2 separate regions of the Mus musculus genome follow, and region 1 is linked to region 2. The links are chromatin contacts, called in public Hi-C maps. All regions are on one chromosome and are shown on one strand. Each heading gives the region's core, a stretch centred on a gene start, on an enhancer-like site or on the middle of the called end of the contact. The rest is flanking DNA. Distances are from core to core; before and after follow the strand shown.

Region 1 (4,518 bases), core at 680-3,179, 66 kb before region 2:
TTCTGTTCCAGAATGATAGAATACTCTAGACTCTACCTTTAGGTGGACTTCCTTTTCTGGAGCCTAATGGAGTTTGCTTGGGTTGGCAAGGACCCCAGGAATCACATTCACTAACCCCTGACAGCTGCAAAGTTAACACTAGAGCTTTCACCAGAGGTAGAGGGTCTGAGGGGAGACACTGTGGGATGGGGTAGGATTAGGAGGGGAGCAGCCCAAGAGGCATGAAAATATGGTGTGCACATGCCATACTGCCCAAAGGTCTGGGTAACTGGGATGGTTCTCAGGGGGTCTTACAGAAGAAGAGCTCCCTTCATTTCTCATAATGTTGCTACTGTTGTCCATGACAACACTTAATTAAAATGTGCACCACATGAAGGCTGCTGTCACAGTCAGATGTCGAGCACGTGCACAGCTCTGCAGCACAACTCCCCAGTAGCCAGAGTCTTACCAGACAGTCACTCTCTCGGGGCCCTGTACACCCCGCAGCACATTGGTTGTGGCAGCAGTCACTGGGGGACCTGCCACGACAGCGATGGGAACATTGCTGGGCACAGATGATTTTGGTCACTGAAAAAGAAAGATTACCAGTGAGCTGTGTTTAAGTGGCAGCTCATCTTCTAGAGACACCAAGGAATGCTTGCACCCAGTAGAAAGAAATAAAGGAGGAACCATGGGTTTTGTGACAGGGAGCAGCTTCTAGGCTTTCACAGTCAGCCAAACAATATAATCACAACTTTCCCCTTGGTACATTTTTATCATTTATCTCAAATCACTTGGGAGAAATAATCGAAACAAGTCTGATCAGATCTTTTGAATAAGTAGATATTATCTAGGGAATTTCTGGCAATACAGAAGGCACATAGCAAGAAGAGCTCCTGGCAGGAGGCAGTGTTTAAAGGAACGAGATAGTTAGGTCACAAAGGCAATGAACTACAGTCAATTTTGAAGCTGACACACGCCCAGGTTCTTTGAGTGAAGCAGTAACCATGCTGAAGTAAATTAAACTTTGTTTTTTAAGTTAGTAGGATTCACACATGAACTCTGTGGAGCAACACCGTCAAACTTCTATATTAGTTGGCTCTGGAAAACGGGGAGGATTGGATCAGGGGACAAGGCATCCTGTGTGTCACCATGGACACTTGGGTGGTTGGCTTTCTTGCATTTAATGACAGGTTAAATTATCCCACGTAGTAAGCCTTAGATAGTTGTGCACTGTGATGTTTCCAAGACTGATGCTCATGAAGTGGTTAACTCTGAGTCTTTTGCCAAGCTCCTGTACTTGTTCAGTCACAAAGCGGAGGAGTGGAGGACCACATACTGTGTGGACTCCCTCACCAGGGCATGTTTCTCAGGCCCTGATGCTGCACTGACTTACATTTCTGGCAGTTCTCCTCTCCTCCTCCCCAGCAGCTTCCATTGGGACAGCTTGGATCACATTTGGGGCCTGAAATAAAAATCAAGTAGTTAAATGTGCATTTCAATAAAAGTAACAAATAACACGCAACTGACAACTCTCTCAAGGTCCTAAAGAATGTCCTAGAAATGAGGAACAGCTTGGAAACTTTGTATTCATAGTTGGGTTGGATGCTTTGTAAGCTAAATTAAAGGACTCCTGCACAAAAGAAAAAATGGTGAGCCTTGGGCTGCTTTTGCTTGTACTTCAGCTGTGGAAGCTGAGACAGAGGTTACTTACTGACTTGTCACAGCCACACAAATGACAAAGCTAATGAATTTAGGGTTTCGGAGGTGCCACCTGATTAGGCTTCTCTCTAACCAGATCCGCTCAATGTACACTTATGCACCTTGCTACATTCAGTCTTGACTGACTGTGTGGGGCAATCATCACTAGATATTTAGGATGTTATGTTGAGTCTGGTAAATGAACACTCCTTTCCTCCAAGCCATGAAGTGGTGCAGAACATGACACAGGAAGCGAACATTCTAATTCTGTGAGTCACTTGGCTAATCACCTAAAACCTTAGTTAATAGCTGGCATACTACTGTCTGGAAATCTTTGTAATTGCTAAATATTTGTATTTTTATAGTTGGTCAATATCAAGTTGCAGCTGCAAAGGGTTTCTATTCAGCCATTAATCATCCTGAGAACTGACGATCAACATGTTGACCAGCACAGATGTTGAGAATTTCTTTCTGGGAAGCACATTTACTTTTCTCGCCTTCACTTTTTTGTGGTGCTGCTTACTTACCACCTCCATTAGGCTTGTAGAGACCACTCTGCTTAGTTCTGTAGCCCTCTTCGGGCAATCTTATCTCACAGAACAATTTTATTTCACATGGAAGCTTATTTGACGGTGTCAGAACTCTCTTTGCAACTTGATACTTGATACTATAAATATTTATCCTCATGTTTCCTTCTAGAACTACACCTATATTTTGTATAAATATAACATATTTATTTATATATACTTACATATACTTAATACATATTTGGAACTTATATTGATGCATGGAGTAGCTGATGATTTTATGTTTTTTTTCTTTCTCATAAATTCACTCTTATAACCTCAATTTGTAAACTTTATCAATGATAAAATATGTTGGCCACAGTGGGCTGCTCTTCTGAATCTCAGATGCCTCACATGTATAGCATTTAAAGCCACCTCATAATACTGATTTTGTTGTTAAAGATGAAGTGCAAACTTCTCAAAAGGAACGCGCATCTGCAGCTATTCAATGAGGAGAGTAGAAGGAAGAGATCCAGGGGATAGAGATTCCCTATCTTCTAATATATATAACTCTCATTTTCTAGTTGTTTTTAAAAATCTGTTATAGCTCTAATACTTGGGCTATTTGTCCCTTAATCATTGGCACTGCAGAACAATTTACTGAATCAACTCTTACTTGAAATGTCACTTATTTATGCAATTTTGGTTCACTTAGGCTTATTCTCATGATGAGTGCTATAGTTTGAATACGTAACGACTCCTAGAGGTTCACGCTTTATGGCACAGAGAGGTGATGGGGACTTTAAGAGATAGGACTAATGACTACCTGGCAAGATGTGTGCGAACGTTATGAGGAGAAACTAACCATTCTTTAGCTTGACTTAAGACCTACTCCACAGATGGACACTGTGCCTGGTACTGCAAATTTGGCCAGGATCCCATGGCTCAAGAGCTCCTGAGCTCTCGGGAAGAACTGACTACTATTATTTTGCTACACAGACACATCATCAAGCTGCCCTCCAAATACTTATCTCTACAGTCATTAGTGCTCAGTCCTCATCAGAGAGGCTTCTTTGTGTGTTAGATAACGATTACTACAGAGACTCTCAAGTGCCAAAGTGCAGAGAGTAAGTGCCTATGGAATAGTCAGCCATAAATAGAATATCTGCCACACAGCCCACACTCCTAAGGCTCTAAGAACATCACAGAAAAGAGGGTGGGAAGATGATAAGAACCAGAGCCCAGGGAAGACTGCTGCGAGACAACATCTGGACACAGCACATCTGTTCTTCTCAGGAACTCTCAGCAGCTGTGGCTGCCTGCCTAAGCCCTGCATATGACCAAGCCTGTCAACATTCCAGCATGGGTGGGGGAAGGGATCATGAGAACTCATCCCTGACTGCTGGAAGAGGGTGTGGCCCCTGGTTGGTTAAGGATGCTCCAGTGGATGTCCTACATCCATGCACATATGTGCAGCACTGATTGTATTCAGTGGATTATTTTAACAAGATATAAAATTGGGATGAGGGCATGGGGAACAGAGGAATTGGAAAAAAAAAAGGGGATTGAATATGATCACAATTACTTATATACATGTGTGCAATTCTCAAATAATAAATAAAATGCTATATTAGGGGAAAAAAGGGTGGCAGTACTGGAATCTCAGCCACTGAAGGCAGGGTCTTTGAAGGAGCAAGCCAATCCTGATCTCTCCTCCTTTCTCTTGTGATTATGGCACCATCATGACACATGGGCTCACCATAGGCTCCAGAACACTATGGCCAACTGACTGTGGAGGAAAGCTGCAAAGCAGCGAGCCCAAGTAAACCTTGCCTGTAAACTAAGGCATTTTTATTCTAGTAACAGAGAGCTAAATATTATTAAATTAATACCTTTTCAGGTCAGAGATCAAATGTTAAAACATTTGAATCTTGTATACTGTTTTTCAACATTCCTTTGTGGGTTTTTCATATATCAATGAGTATAAATTTGCCATTGTAAGGTACTTGATTTTAACTGTGGCAAATTCAGCTCCATAACTCTCCATGTAATATTTTAAATATGTATGACTTAGTTCACCTATTGAACATCAAAAATCTTAAGAACTGCTAACCTTGATTTCATAGGTAATAACAAAAATCCATTGTAAAATACTGTTCAGTTTCTTACATGCTCAATGTCACAGTGTGTAGCTGGTAGGATATATATTTACAAAACAAAAAACTTAATACCCACACTCACAGTAATATTATTCAGAGAGTCAACCCAAGTGCCTATAAAGAGATAAACAAATGGTAGTACAGCCAATAACAAAATATTTTAAGCCTTGAAA
Region 2 (5,272 bases), core at 1,569-4,068:
GTTATTAGCTGTAGTCACTATTATTTTCCATAGACCTCTTGAAGGTATGTCCTCCAGCAAACTGAAATCTGGTTGCTTTCCCAGGGCATCTCCTCAGCCCCTGGGGACCATGCTTCTCTGCCTCTATGGGTTCTGCCCTCCCTTTCAGATTCTACATGTAAGTGAGGTCACACAAAATGGCCATTGTGCATCCAGCCTTGTGACATAATGTCCTCTAGCTCTGCTTGTGTGGTGAATCGACAGGTAGGATTCCATCTTGTATGTACTAAACAACAAGCAGAGATGGGTACTTATTGCACAGTGCAGCCTTACAGTGTCTTATGTTAAAACATGGACCTTTTCAAAGCAAATGGACATCATAGCAAAAGCATGCACCAGGATGTAACTGCTTAAAACTTTAAAAAGGAAAGATGTCATACTTAAATCTAAAACACAAAACAAAAACCTTCTAGAAGATACTATGAGAAAACATGAGTGCAAAAAGCATAATTCATGAAAGGCAAACACTTTTGAGATAAGATTCTTTTCTTTTATCTAGCAAATGATTATGTCAAGAAATTGAAAGTGAGCTATTATATACTACTAGTAGAGAGTGAGTAACATAGACTATATAAAGAACCCTGAATGCACAAATGTCTGTCCTGGCTGCATGCCTATTTCAGCTTTGTCGGAGTTCTTAGAAGCACACAGCATTTCTTTCTCACCAGCTGTTGGATTCACTTCCTTTGCCTACTAAGGTTTTGAGGTTCTATGAAAATAATAGCCAGTAAAAAGCAAACAAGGCAAGCCTATTTCTTGCACACAAACCCAGAAGGCCACCAAAATTCTCCACAATCAGCAAATGAGAGCACACAGTGTGGTTTGAAAGACTCCATCAAAATTTAAGGCTCGCTTGGAAACATTAAAAGGTGACACCAGGTGAGAATATTTAAGAGCTGATTCGGTCACAAGGACCTGCCTTCAGGAGTGAATTAATCTGTTAGTGAACTAATGGATGATTTAGCTAACTTAAGAGTAGTCCTGTCACAAAACTGTCTTGCCTATCCCATCCCTTTCCATGTGACTGTCTGCACTGCCTTGAGGCTTTGCAGAGTCCTGACTGTCACAAAGGTGCCCCACAGATGCAGCTTCCCAAACTTCACTCTTCCAAGCCTCCTAACCCTGAGCTGAACAAAATCCTATATTTTATAAATCATCCGGTCTGTGGTATTCAGCCATAGCAACGACAACAACCTGTGATAGTACAGTGTACTATCACAGTAAACTATCGTGAGAAAATCAGCAGTAAACAAAATAGTAGAAAGTAAATGGAACGGAGGTTTAATTCACATGCGTCTCAACCTTCGCTGAAATCCAGACCCTGGAAGAGAAGTCACACAAAGAGCACATCTCTGAGGGGAAATGAAGTAATGTGCAAGCCCACCCTCTTTTTCTCAACATCTCTCCCAGATTCAGGACACACAATTCTTTTCCATTTCTCCTCACTCCAGCATTCACACTCTGGCCATTTGTCACCTCGGCAGAATCCACATGGGCACATCTGTACCGAGGCACATCAGCCCACCTACTGTCTCTAATGCAGGCTGGGACAGGGCACTACCTCTACAGCCCCTGAGACTGCTGACCTGCTCCCTCCTAGACTCCGCCTCTTCCTTCCCTCTCTGGATGTTCCATCCAAACCCCCATGTGGGCTTCTTTTCTTCACCTAGCCTCAACACAGGACTCCTTCACCCTTTACTTTGAATTTAGCCTGTGACTATTTCAACCCACATAGCTTTTCAGAAAGCTAAGTTTGATTCTCTTTATCCTTCTGAAACCACCTAAATCCTCTCTGTTATCCAGAAGAACAAGAAGAGCTGGTGAATGGTTGGGAGTCCGGTGCTCTGCTCTAACCCACTCTAGTCGATAGAGAAGCCCAGGCTAGCATGAACAGGCCAATAAAGAAACACAGGTCAGGAGGTTCTTTGTGCATGCCGCTGATCCACTGCTCTAGAGCAGGGCAAGTGATGTCACAGGGACCTTGTATTGCCTATTCAATTCCATCTCAATGACACTCCCTGCCCTTCTTAGGACAGCCAAAATCTATGGCTCTGTAGCAGTACCCAAGCTCTAATCAAGACTGATCCATGCTAGACTGGCATGGGCATTACTTCATTCATTCATTCATTAGCTGTAGGGAGCATGTGGTCTCCAAACTACTCCAAACTTTTGTAGGCAAGTAAAGACACATCACAGTTTATAAAACTTATTTCCCCAGGCTGTCCAGAGCAGAAGGAGGAAGAGAGAGGTGTATAAACTTTTATGTGCTAAGGTATTTTAGCTAACTTGGTATAACTGGTGTGTATTTCTTATCATTTAAGAAAGAAAGTAGAAAAGGTTTCCCCTTTCTGGAGACAGTGTCAAGTCTAAAATGATAATGTAAAAGGAACTTTCTGGTGCAGGTAAGTGCTTCAGGGATGGTATTGTGGGCAAGTGTTACTGGAAGCCTGATGGGCAGAGCTCTGTCACCTAACACTGGAGGAACACTCATCCTCACTGCCACCACCTATTTCTTCTTTCCTTCCTTCCTGAATGCCCATATGCAAATGTAAACATGTAAGATCCTATCAAGAACAGGAGCAAGATAAGTGTTGCATGGTTTCCAGAGTGTCAGGAGTAAAGCCTGCTTCTGACTCACACTTATTATTTTCAAATGTTCTTCACAGCCATGTACTTTGCCCCAGCAGCCCTGGCCGCCTCCTCCCCCTTCTACACCCACAGTGTCACTGGGTCACTTGAGATAGTGCTTAGCTGGAGAAACATTACAACTGTGCCAAGCTTTTCTAGCTAAACAAGACTGAGCCTGATGCGTCAGAGCCTGCTCTCCAATAGCAGCTCAGGACGCAGCCTCCAGCTCTTCGCAGCTGCCTTAGGGCGAAAGACAACGCAACTCTGCCACTCACCAGCCAAGTCTCCAGAGCATCTCTTCTAGAAGCTAACTCTAGAGGAAGACTTCATGCAGCCTAGAGCAGCTCCTGGGCTTCCCTAGAATGCTGTTTTCCAAATTCTCTAGTAGGTTCAGATCTGTTAGCCTAAATAGCTGCCCTGCTGCGAGTGCTTCTGAGTTGTTCCATGTGAAAGTAAACTGGTGTTATTTAATCACATCATAGTCTTGTAGGGAGAATTAGAGGGGAATGTGTGAACCAGGTTGCCCAGCACAGGCACACAGCCCTTATACATCCCTGTAAGGACACAACACAGGCAGCAGTGAATACATGCAGGCTTCCTGTGGGACACCAAGGAAAGGGCAAGTTTTCACTTTCATGTGTAAATGTCATGACTAAGCTAAGGCCCAGTCAGTAAGGAAAGCATCATAGTTACACCTGTGTTCTCTAGGTATCTTCAAGAAAACAATCCCACAGCCATAAATATTTTTTTTCCTCAGAAACCTTACTTAATGACTGTCAAGGAATGCTGTGTTCCAGAGGCCAGATTCTTGGCCCATTCACAGCACCATATAAGTAGCCTATAGCTGGCAAAGAACACTAGTCACTCAAACTGTCACATTTGCCAAGATGTCCTAGAGGTGAAGGAAGGGCTGAGTTGTATGTGCACTGCAGACCCTCAATCATCTTGCCAAAGCATCAAATGATTCTTCAGGTCACACATTATTGTGTATGTCCTCAGTAAGGGCACACATATATTGGCAGTAATGTGCAGTGTTATCTAACTTTTATTTAGCTGTTATTGGTTCTCTCTCTGCAGTGACTTCCATTTTCTAATTTCAAAGCACATGCTGATTCATGTCCTCTGCTGTTTGCCATTTCCCACTTCCCATTGTCTATTCTTCATGTTTATTGACATCCTACAATAGAATGGCCAGTGACAGGGACCAGGCATACCTATGAAGGTGCAAACCTTATATGAAGTTCCTCAGAGCTCTGACATAACATAATCTGACATACTCAAGTGGGTCAGTACAATGTGTGTACAAATAATTCTTTGAGAATGGAGAGCTGTCTACTCCACTAATGGCATTCAAACAGGCAGAAGTCTTTTGCTGGAGGCTTCTGTGTGAAGCAATCATGCTTTAATTGGGGTTTATTACAAGGAGCATTGGAAGATTCATACAGGGCTCTAATATTAATGAATTAAATGATGTTTATATCATGGATCAAACATACCTACATTCCTCCTGAAGCTTAGGAATATATTGTTTTGAACTTGACTACACTGGGCCACTTGAAAGCCCAAGTTGCTGTCATGAGAATTCTTAGGAGGCAGAACACAATTGAAGCAATGAGAGCAGGCCAGCTCACTCATCTCTAATAGATGAAGAATGTGTGTGTGTGTGCTTGCATATGAAAATGGGTATACCCAGCAACAAAAATCCAAAAGAAAAATCTTTCTCTTAACATTAGTTGTGTAATCTGGGTCACACACTGTCCTAAAAACATGTTTTTTTTTTTTAATCTTTAATCCTTTTTTATAGTCCAGTCTTCATCCCCCTCCTGTTGTGCTCCCCGAACATGCCCCATCACATACACCCCCCATTGTCCTAATAACTTAAACCAAGGTGCATAGCATAATGTTTATTACAATTTTGTCTGCCAAGGAAATTAGCTTTTGCTGGTAGCATGGAGCCTTCATATTAAAATCTTTATATGTTGTGACTCATTAAAGGAACCTGCAAGGCTTTCTTGAGTTTTAAGTATATTTGTTGATATTTGTTACCATTTCTATTGGTCTGTTCAGTTATGGTGAGGATTTTATTTCAGTCCAAAATTTTGGCAAGGTAAGTTGTATGGAATGTTCATTAAGCTCCCGGATAGGACGGGTTGTAATGCTTTTAAAGCTGTTAGAACAAAGCTAACCAAATTTTCAAAATAAACCACAGTAGCACCTCAAATGAGATGTTTCCATATCAAATGTGCCATTCATAACTAATTGCTAATGGACACTGGCTAGGCTGTAAAAAAAAATGGACAAGAACAATTAATTGAGTTAAATAAGCTTGGATATTTCCAGTTGAATGGAAATGCCCAGTGAGTCTGCTTGCTTATTTTGTAAAGAACTGTTATGTAGTTATAGATTGCATTCTCACCAACTGAAAGCCAGCCCATCTCATTTAGTGCTCTTTTTAGCTCAGCAAATTCTGATTTGGAGACTTCATGCACATGGGTTATTGTAGAATCCTATTTGCAGACCAACTGAAAGAAGAAAAAAATAAAGAGTTCCAATCCCAGAGAACATGGTGTAGCTCAGAGCTTGCCAGAGACAGCAGCTGTGATCT

The links. A called contact is a pair of places that touch in the nucleus more often than the background predicts.
Region 1: a Hi-C map of uterus shows a contact between it and region 2, with 3 times the contacts expected there. The contact joins two enhancer-like sites. A contact is called at or near these places in 6 of 484 Hi-C or Micro-C datasets (3T3-L1-derived adipocytes, the N1E-115 cell line, embryonic fibroblasts and 3 more) and 4 of 115 datasets of contacts at active chromatin or transcription factors (Th17 cells, embryonic stem cells, heart atrium and 1 more).

The regions. Positions count from the first base shown.
Region 1 is chr11:16,864,157-16,868,674 of GRCm38.p6, reverse strand. Egfr (epidermal growth factor receptor) reads right to left here. Exons shown (of 28, transcript NM_207655.2): 5 at 1,376-1,444; 6 at 449-567. Among named protein-coding and RNA genes, the nearest start is that of Egfros, 36 kb to the right of the region's middle. Within about 2 kb of position 1,929, at least 15 of the 459 cell types and tissues checked have an H3K27ac peak or open chromatin away from gene starts, as enhancers often do. A contact at or near this core is called in pancreatic cancer cells and uterus, where this site is marked.
Region 2 is chr11:16,798,252-16,803,523 of GRCm38.p6, reverse strand. The region is part of intron 1 of Egfr (epidermal growth factor receptor); the gene reads right to left. Among named protein-coding and RNA genes, the nearest start is that of Gm39584, 7.4 kb to the right of the region's middle. Within about 2 kb of position 2,818, at least 84 of the 459 cell types and tissues checked have an H3K27ac peak or open chromatin away from gene starts, as enhancers often do. A contact at or near this core is called in pancreatic cancer cells and uterus, where this site is marked.